2 separate regions of the Gossypium hirsutum genome follow, and region 1 is linked to region 2. The links are chromatin contacts, called in public Hi-C maps. All regions are on one chromosome and are shown on one strand. Each heading gives the region's core, a stretch centred on a gene start, on an enhancer-like site or on the middle of the called end of the contact. The rest is flanking DNA. Distances are from core to core; before and after follow the strand shown. Region 1 holds the start of LOC107960383 (PHD finger protein EHD3). Region 2 has its middle 11 kb from the start of LOC107960388.

Evidence for each region. A called contact is a pair of places that touch in the nucleus more often than the background predicts.
Region 1: a contact with region 2 is called in a Hi-C map of seedling, with 3 times the contacts expected there. The contact joins the promoter of LOC107960383 here to the enhancer-like site in region 2. A contact is called at or near these places in 15 of 34 Hi-C or Micro-C datasets (anther, callus, hypocotyl and 3 more).

Annotation. Positions count from the first base shown.
Region 1 is chrA05:24,829,659-24,834,757 of Gossypium_hirsutum_v2.1, forward strand. LOC107960383 (PHD finger protein EHD3) reads left to right here and starts at 1,432. Exons shown (of 7, transcript XM_016896719.2): 1 at 1,432-1,602; 2 at 2,024-2,282; 3 at 2,882-3,070; 4 at 3,181-3,513. The coding sequence starts at 2,052.
Region 2 is chrA05:24,773,052-24,778,150 of Gossypium_hirsutum_v2.1, forward strand. It overlaps the pseudogene LOC107960387. Among protein-coding and RNA genes, the nearest start is that of LOC107960388, 11 kb to the left of the region's middle. Within about 2 kb of position 1,265, at least 6 of the 9 cell types and tissues checked have an H3K27ac peak or open chromatin away from gene starts, as enhancers often do.

The DNA of each region.
Region 1 (5,099 bases), core at 182-2,681, 57 kb after region 2:
GAATATTTCGACATAGATGCATTAAGTGAAGAATGCTATTGGTGGATAGACTCTGTTAACTTGGAAGCATTATGTTGTTGCTACATTTTGAACAAACTAATGTATTAGTATTTTAGTACTTTTTTTTGCCTATAGGGAATTAAAGAAAACAATGTTAAATAACTAATGTATTAGTATTAGTATTAGTATTAGTATTAGTATTAGTATTAGTATTTTAGTATTTTGATTTTGATTTTGATTTTGATTTTGACAACAGAAAAGATGAGAGAACATTTTAGCTATGTCAATTTAAGTAATTAATTTGTATTTTTCAAATCATAACAGAAATATTATCTTTATTATATATATTTTTTTTGGGTTTTCAGTCCATCTATTATAAAATAGAACATGGATGGTATTGTGTGGGTTCAATCCTGGATGGGTACTTTGAGGGGGCTTCTATTATTAAATTTTTGGTTTTAAGTAAAATAATCGGTCTTGAGATATTTGCTAATGCTGTTTTTTTTTAAATTCTAATGGCAAATGCTGCTTTTTAACCCTAAAAGAATGCTCTTTTCCAAGTTTTATAATTATTATTTTTATATATTTTAATTGAGAATTTTTATTTTTTACAATTTTTAAACTTGTATTTTTTTTAACCTTAGGAAAAAATTAATAAAAAACCTTTTTATGATACATCTATTATTGATTTATAAAGGCTTGGGTATGTGTATATATAAAAATAATATCGTCACAGAAAGGAAATTATATTGGATGGTAATTCTCTGTGATCTTTATGTAGAAAATGAAATAAATAGTATATATAAATAATAATAACTACTCCATTTGGGGTCCGACCCACAAGTTGACTACATAGGATTTTTCTTTTCTTCTTGGTTTGTTGACCTCTTTTCGGGTTTTCGGTCATTTGAGCAACCGACACCTGTCAGTTTTTCCTTACTGGCAACCTCAACCAACCAGTTCCAGATCCGACCCAACTAAGCAAAGGTCTAACTTTGTCCCAGTCCCTGTACTTTCTGAATTCCTGAAATTTAATCCGTTTACTTTTTCTTTAAAAGAATACTTATGCTTGTAATTCTTAGAATTTAGTTTCTCTACTTGTTTGATTTAAAAATTAAAGTCTAGTTAATAAATTTATCAATTAAAATTGGTTAACTTTGAATATATATTCAATTGATTTTTAAATTTTAAATCAAGCATTTGAATATTAAAATATCACATGTTCAAATTTAATAAAATTTTATTAATAGTGGTATCAATTGATTTCAACTTTAATTTTTTAAATAAGATAAGTGCATAGATTAAATTTTTGGAATTAAAAATTGAAAGATTAAATTTTAAAAATACAGAGAGTACAAGGACTTCAGATAGAATTAAACCCTAAAAAGAATACAAAGAAAAATGCCAAAACAAAAGTAAACTCAAACACAATTTACACACTGCTGTAGTTACTATTTTCATTTCTTTTTTCTTGAGAAAAAAAATACACGGATAAGACGGGGAAGCTGCACAGCAAAGCCGAAGTTTCTCACGGAAAATAATAGTAAAACAATTTTCCAATTTTTTAGGGTTTCAATTTCGGGCCTAATATTTTCAACTCAGGTAAACCTTCCTCCTTCTTTACTATTTTTTTCTTGTTATTTGGTGTTTGGTACTCAAGGAAATGCAGGAGGGAAAAAAGACGGAGAATAATGAAGTTGTATATTAATTTGATTTATTGTTTTTAATTTTCAAATGATCCTTAGTGAAGTTCATTTGAATTACTTAGCTTAGTTTGGATGATTTCTTTTATCGTTTTTTGGTTAAGCTAGGGGATGATATATTTAGACTTCAATTTTCTTTTTGGATATTCCCTTTATTTTCTGTATGCCTAAAGTTTTTTTTTTTACTGAATTTGCTTGTTTTTTCGTCTAATCTGATGATTTTTGAAGTGCTTATGTTATAATTTAATGTGAATTTGGAAGATAATGTTGGTTTATTACAGAGATATCCTAACTCTGTGGTGATATGCTTGGAAAACTAGGGTTTTGTTCTGTTTTGTGAAGGTGGAGATGGGTGTTGAAGAGGGGACAATCAACAGTGAAGGAGCAGAGATTGGGGAGGAGATTAAGTGCTTCAAGATTGAACCAGTGAATAATGGTTTTGGTTCTGAATTTGCAAATGATTCTGGTGATGGGAGTTCTGGGGCAAGTGAGAGTTTACGAACATATAAGAGGCGGAGACAGTTAAGGTCAAGTTCAAATACTGAAGTGCAAGATGGTGGGAAAGCTTCTATAGACCAGGTAGATTTCGATTAATGTGTTTCCATATGTATGTTAGAAGTTATAGACGCTAAGTATTTTTCTTTCTTGTACTATTTAAATGTTGAGATAGGCATATTCTGATTCTGTTCTCCAATTCTTGTTACAACATTTGTTTTTCCTTTAGTTAAAGAGCTTTCTTATTTTAGATTTGGATTATGGATTGAAAAATATTAACTTGTTTGCAATTAGATGGAAAGCTCTGCCTGGAGACTATCCTATGAGTATGAGCAGAAGGTGTGACTGGGTCGTTGGGTACATAAAATACAATTTCAAGAAACTGTGTTAAGTCCAAAACTGGTGTGCATAATATGAGATAAATATGTGAGTTTTTGATGTCTAGAAATATAATTAATAGCTGTTAGTTACTCTTTCTCTTTGTGGGAAATTTGTAGTTATATCATTTATTTGATTGCACTAGTGAAACATGCAATATTGTCTTTCTTTCCTTTTTTTAATATGAGTACCTGAGTATTCTATTTGGGCTGACATGTTGTGGTCTTTGTTATTCTTTTGTCCTAAGAACAGTTGGTTTGTTTGATATGTTTAACATGCTAAGCGATTCTAATTTTTGTGAGCAGGTCACTCTTCCTTTTACAGATCATTGTGCTTCTTTAAATGATTCCAATTATCGTCTACAAAGGAAGTGGAGAAATGTTGTATTGGAGAACATGCATCAGTTTTTAAGTGGTGATGAAGGTGGTATACGACGTTGCATTCAAGATGCACTTGTATTTCATCAAGAAAATGATTGTAATGTGACAGTTAAGGTTTGTGCTGTTATCTGAACTCCATATGGTCTATGACGTTTCCAGTGGTATTTTTCTTGTTGGTTTCCTTCATAATATATTTGAAAAGTTGTTTTATGATTCTTTCATAGGATTCTGATACTTGTCATGAAGATAAACAGAACTGCTCTCCACAAGCCGGGCAGATTCCTAATGGAAATCAGCATACTGCTGAGGAGCTGGAGGGTGTTATATCTAATGGGTCTTATAAGGAATTAAATCCTAAAACTACCACTGAGAGGTGTCAACGTGTTTTCTTTGATGTTATAATTTCAGAAAAGTTCACATCTTTGTGTAAGCTTCTGTTAAAGAATTTCCAAGGGATTAAGCTTGACAATCTTTTTCACTTAAGTCTAATAAACTCAAGGATGAAAGAGGGAGAGTATGAGCAATCACCTATGCTTTTCACATCAGATATTCAGGAGGTAATCTATTTAACCATTTTTATTTGTATGCATTGCTTGAATGGAGTTGTTTAGTTAAAAGGTAAAATGTTTGGCTTTTTCTTTACCCCTAAAAACCAAGATGTTGATAAGTGAAACAGCTTCATGCTATATGTGTGTGTGTGTCTGCGTTCTTTAAAACAATTGAAGAGTTCAGAATTTAGTTTATTTTCAATGGCAGTGATTGTTAAAAGGTCACAAGAATGAACAAAGGAACACTTATAAATAGGGGAGTTACTCTTTGTCAACAGCTTGAATTTAAAGAAGTTCCCATCTAACTCATAGTTAATTATGTGTTGTGAGAATTAGGGTCATTGTGAGACTTCAGATAAATTCTTTGCCAATATTCGATGAAGAGAGGTTTGATGTGAAACTTCAAATCAATTCTTCTCTTCATCTTTGGCATATTTGCAATGATTCAAGAATCTGTTGTTTACTGATATAGGCTTTTACTAATTCTGTCCAGATTGAAGTCTCAATGTAAGGGACCTTTTAATTTCTTGAAGGTACTCTGTTTATAATTGTAAGTGCATTGATAATGAGCCTTTCCTTTTTACTTCAGGCAAAGTTAGAGTGATCGGAAGCATTTTAACGTTGTTTTCCATAGAGTTTACCCACAAGCTATTTCTTTTTCACAGAGAAGGCCAATGTTCCACCTTAAAAGGGCTAGTTTTCTTTTGTATAAAGCAGCTACTAAACTAATCTAGTATAACATAACCCAGTATGCCTACTAGTAAAACGACAGTTCAGCTTCTTAGGACTTTGGTGTATTTGATTTCTTCTTTCCTGTATACGACTTAAGTGTTTAGGAGTCTGTTTGATGATTAATGATAGGGAAGAGTTACTGTTGAATTGGGGTGCCTTGCTTATCACTAGAACATGGCTTAATGGCTGGTTCAATCGCTAATTGCTCCACAAAGTGTTCAAATCTGATTTGTTCCTACAACTTGAATCAATTGCTCTTGTGCAGTTAAATGCCTGCCTTTAGTTTCATTCATCTAACTGTGCTGATTGATGGTCACAAGAACTTGGCTGAAGGATTAAACCCTCTGTATTGCAAGTCATGTCGACTGCTTAGAGTTAGAAAAGGAGGTTGTAATAAGTAGAAGGCTTAAAATTGTTTATTATCATTGCAAGTCATGTTGACTGCTTAGAGTTAGAAAAGGAGGTAGTAATAAGTAGAAGGCTTAGAATTGTTTATTATCTCCCTAAAAGAAAGTCAATTGTTCTTAATTCTAGTTCTCTGCATAAAGAGTAATTATTTATCCTTGATTATCAGCCTTTTTTCAAACTTGTTTCTCGTTGATCGTGTTTGTGCATACATGGTGTTATTCCTTTTCTGCTAATTTAGTGCAATACGATTTGAGACGATAATGTCCTTTTTTGTCTCCTGTGGTACCCTTTCATTTCATTAATACAGATTTCAAATTATTTTTCTTTTCTGCTTCACTAGACTGAAGTTACACATTTCCAAAGAAGTTAATTAATAACATCTCTTTTGATACCCTTACTGTTCATTCATTCTTTCTTCCGATGTCAATTTTTTCTTTAAATTGCACATCTCCAAA
Region 2 (5,099 bases), core at 15-2,514:
CTTCGTCTTACTCGTTCCATTTGTTTTCCACAGAGTTTCGTCTCCATAAATAAGACTAATTGGGGAATATGTAACTTCAGCGTGTGCCGAAGTCGTCGAATCGTTCATGGCCTCCCCAAACCACGAACATTCCAGCTCAAAATTTTTATTGTAACCGATCGACTTACCTCATGGCAGCCGCCAATAATCCATTGTCAGAACCCATCCCTTTTTTGGTCCTTGGTGGTAGAGTAGCATACCCTTCCTTGCTAGATGATTCTTCTACCGTACCTCTAGTTCTCTTTTTTCCTTATTCACCAAAGATAACCCCCTCCTCTAGGTCATGCTCCATGGCAGTTTGCGAGTGATTCACCTCCATATTCCTCTTAGATTTACCAAACGATGATATCTTCCCTTTTAAGTTAAAGCCCAGAGTTGGATCAATGTTTGACCCACGTCCTTCAGCAGATTCCTCTGTCCATATTCGGTTCCTCAAAGCTTGATTTCCATTCCATTGATCCTCATTTTTCCCTTCGCCTTCCTCCCTTAGCCATATGCTGGTCATTGATAATGCTCTGCGAGATTGGGCTCTCAGTGATAATCCCAACCGAACTCAGCAACCTCCACTCCCATAACATTTTAGCGTCGCAAAAAGAATTATTATGTCCCAACTGTCCACAATAAAAACAGAAAAGGGATAGTCGTTCATATTTGAACCTAACATAGGAGCAGCTTCCATTATACATGACCTTTTTTTTCCTCTTTAGCGGACGTTAATTCTCATGTGATTACGTTTTTCTTTCCCTATACCTGATGCATCATATTCTACGAAGTTTTCTAGAAAATTTCCCATCTGAACTGCCAAGTTTTCAGAGAATAATCCAATCGGGACATCGTGAATTTGAATCCAAAATGGGGAATTTATTAATGGAACTCTTAATGGATCCTCCCTTTTTTGTAGATGATATAAAATCAGCAAGTGATTATTAAAAGTCCAGGGTGACTCTTTTAAAACTCTCTCCAAATCCATTATGTGTAAAAACTGAAATAAATACCTTTTTTCTCCCAAATCCCTAATTTGAACTCCCTGTACTGGGTGCCACAGATTAGCCATCGTACTCTTCATGGCTGGAAAATGAATTAAGCTAGCTATTAAAAAATAACCTACCAGTTGGAACTCTTCATTCCCAGTTATTGATCTGTTGGTATCTGCAAAATTCCATCTTCCTCTTCATTAAGAGAAAGAATCGCTAATTCATTCTCCATCTCTGCAGGACACGAAGCCTAATCATAAGAATAAACCCTCAGCGTTTTGTAGATTGACGTCGCACTGAGATCGCTGGGTAGAACAAGACAAAAAACAATAAAGAACCCAAAACCTAAAGACTTCTACTAGAGGCGGCAGACGGACAACGTGCTAGGGTAGCAGACAGTAATCTGATATTTATTAATGAATTTACACCTTAATTTTTTTTAAATAGTTAAAACAAATTAAAATTAATTGCAAAAAAAAAATACTAAAAATTCTCTAAATAACAAATGATCAAATATCAATTTATTTTCTTCAATCTGAGAATACTTTCTTCTTCAAATATTTCCTTACAAAAGTAAACACCATATGGTCATAAGTTAAGAATCCAGACCGGCTACTTAGTTGAAAATGTAAATTAATTTTTTTAAAAAATATATTTAAAAATAAATTCAAAATAATATATTTAGCTTTTAGTTGCTTCTCCATATTCTAATTATAAATAAAATAAAACTTACTTTCTAATTACTATTAGAATTTAAAATATATGAAAACTTATATTCATCTTAACAAATATCCACTACTCATAACAATATTTACTGTGATCAAACATTACACTCTCATATTAGCATATTACGTCCCTTTTGGACAGTTTTTACGTAAAATTCTTCTCTCCCTTTCTTTAATCTTCATATTTTATTCGAAAACTACAATTCCGGCTACAATGGCTTCCGCGACGGCCGATTCTTCGGCGAAGATTCTCTCCGACCTCAACGTCAACGCCGGAGATTGGCCTCCTAATCTCGTCAAGAATCTTCACCTCCTTCATCCGGATCAGGTTTAGCATTACCTAGATTCAAGTTTTTTTTTTTTGTAAAAAATTATTAGTATGTATATATATACGCACTAGTGTAAGTATACTGTGTTTTGTTTTTTTGGCAGATAGAGTTGGCGAAGATGTTGTTAGTTTTGAGGCAGAGCCATTTGTTTCAGCATTGGCCGGAGCCTGGCGTCGAGGATAAACGAAAGAAAGCCTTTTTCGCTCAGGTCTCTGTTTATTATTTTAAAACCATGGAACTCTACAGTGTTCTAATGTGATCAACCTTTTTAAAAAAGAAAATAGCGAAGTTGGAGATTTATTTATCTTTGCTAAATTCAGTTAAATTATGGATGAAAAGAAAACTTAAGGGCATGAAAGGAGTGTTTTTTTAAAGAGAAAAATCCATTTCCTCTGTTGTTTTTGATAGGATATGGTTGATTGTGTTTCAGTGATTTTAATACTATATATCATAGAGCTTAGTATTGAACCTTTTTTCGTTTAGGTTGCTAAGCTCAATTCATGCTATCCTGGGGGTTTGGCATCCTATGTTAAAAATGCTAAGGAGCTCTTAGCGGACTCAAAAGAAGGGAAGAACCCATATGATGGCTTTACACCTTCGGTAAGGAATTTGGTCTTTCACTTTATAACTTTAATTTATTATTCACATTTTTAAATTGTACTAAGTTACATGATTCATATTAATGTAAATTGAATTGGAATTAAGTTTTCTGTACCCTGAGTCACATTCTTTCCAGTTTTCTCTGCAACTTTGTCTTAAATACAGTGAATTTATTTTGCAGGTTCCAACCGGAGATAAAGTTCTTTCTTTTGGTGATGATAATTTCATCAGATTTGAGGAGGCTGGTATCAAAGAAGCCCAAGATGCAGCATTTGTTCTTGTTGCAGGTGGCCTTGGTGAACGTCTTGGATATAATGGAATTAAGGTAGATAACCTATAGACTTGCAGTTGATATTTTTATCCTGTTAATTTCAATTATTTGGTTTCATAAGAGCTACACAAGTCTAAAAAGTTAAAATATGTTTGATAGATACTTTTGTGTTAAGTATTGGTTCCCATGGATCATGCTTTTTTGCGTTAGAGAGATATTGGATTGATGCTTCTTTCCATTTTTTAAGGATGGTTATCATATTTTATGTACCTGTTCAAACGTCAAGGAGCTAAATATTTGACTAGATACCTTGTACACCTTGTAGGTAGCACTTCCAGCAGAGACCACAACAGGAACATGTTTCTTACAACTCTACATTGAGTCTATTCTGGCTCTTCAGGAAGCTAGCAGTAGGCTTTCACAAGGTTTGTGTGGCTTCTCATTATTTTAGGAGGCATTACACTTCCAATATCCATTTTATAAAATTTGCTCCTCCACGTGATGAAGAAGGGCCAAGAGGTATTGTTCTTCTGTGTTATGAATGGAAGAAGCGATGGGAGATTACTGAGCGTTAAATAGGCCATTCTTTACATGGGAAATGTTTAATAGAATGAACAAGTCGAAAAGAGCTCCAAAAGTACACTATAATGAGGTTCCATAGAATCAACCTCTTACAATAGTTCCTAGGGATAAGAAAGGCACAACAGATATCTGTTTAAAGTTATAGTTTATGTAATGAGCTAGGTGCAATTGTCTAAGTCACCTGAGCCTAATAAATACTTTGTAAACAACCTCTCTGGTCTAGAAAGTAGTGTTGCGTCATAGACATCACATTTTCCTACGAAAAAAAATAGTCCAACCTCCGACCATTTAGAAAAATATTCCACTGTTTATTGCATCGTACAGCTTGTTAGTTCTCTTTATCTCTTAAGTTTGTTTCTCTTTCCCTCTTCTCTCAATTTTTAGGCACATGTCAAAAGGAGATTCCTTTTGTTATCATGACTTCGGATGACTCATACAGCCGTACTATGAACCTTTTAGAATCAAATTCTTATTTTGGGATGAAACCTACTCAAGTTAAACTTCTTAAGCAGGTATGTAATCACTTCTTATGTGTTCTTTTTGAGAGCTTTTGTTTAGTTCTTTTACATGAAGTGTCATATCATCAGGAGAAAGTTGCTTGCTTAGATGATAATGATGCTAGGCTTGCTTTGGACCCTCATGACAAATACAAAATTCAGGTAATCATCATAATGCAGTATATAAAAGCAACATAAAACTGAGAGGTCCTTTTCCTTAAGTGTTTTCTGGTTTTGTCTTGTCAGACAAAACCTCATGGCCATGGTGATGTGCACTCACTTTTATATTCAAGCGGCCTTCTGAAAATCTGGTACGTCTCATATGCTTATATTGCTTCTAAAATCTGGATTCTGGATTTTTTATGTTTATATATTACCAGCTGCCATTATTTTATGTCTTTGTGGCATGGGAACTCCTTATATGATGATATTCGTGTCTGTCCTTGCCCTTGCCTCTCATTAACAGGTGCTAATAAAAAATTTGTTTTCTAGTCCCTTAAGCTATAACAATGAAAGAAGATGACAATATCCACGCAAATATGATAGTAATTTAGCTGCCATACACTTATATCTATTTTCTAACTCTCCTTGATCTTAATTGTCTTGACATTTATCTGCTCTGCATCAGTCACATTGCATAAAATGCCAACTGGCCCTTTTTGGAAATTTATTCAATGCATAATTTCTTATATTTAATGTCATACTTTTTTCTAGGCATGATGCTGGTTTGAGATGGGTTCTCTTTTTCCAAGACACAAATGGACTTCTATTCAAGGTTAACCGCTAGAATTTCCATCATTTCATGGTTATTTTTTTTATTCTGAATAAAATTTTTACCATTTCAATGTAGGCCATTCCAGCTGCACTAGGAGTCAGTGCTACTAAACAATACCATGTCAATTGTTTGCTGTTCAACGAAAAGCAAAAGAAGCCATTGGAGGAATTACCAGACTCACTCACAGTGATGGTATTTATATATGAAACTCCTCTAATTATTGGAAACTAGAACTGCCAATGGCGTGTCAATGTTTGTTTGTAGACCTATTTCTCTAGAGATGTTCATAGTTGTCTAAAAGAAGGTT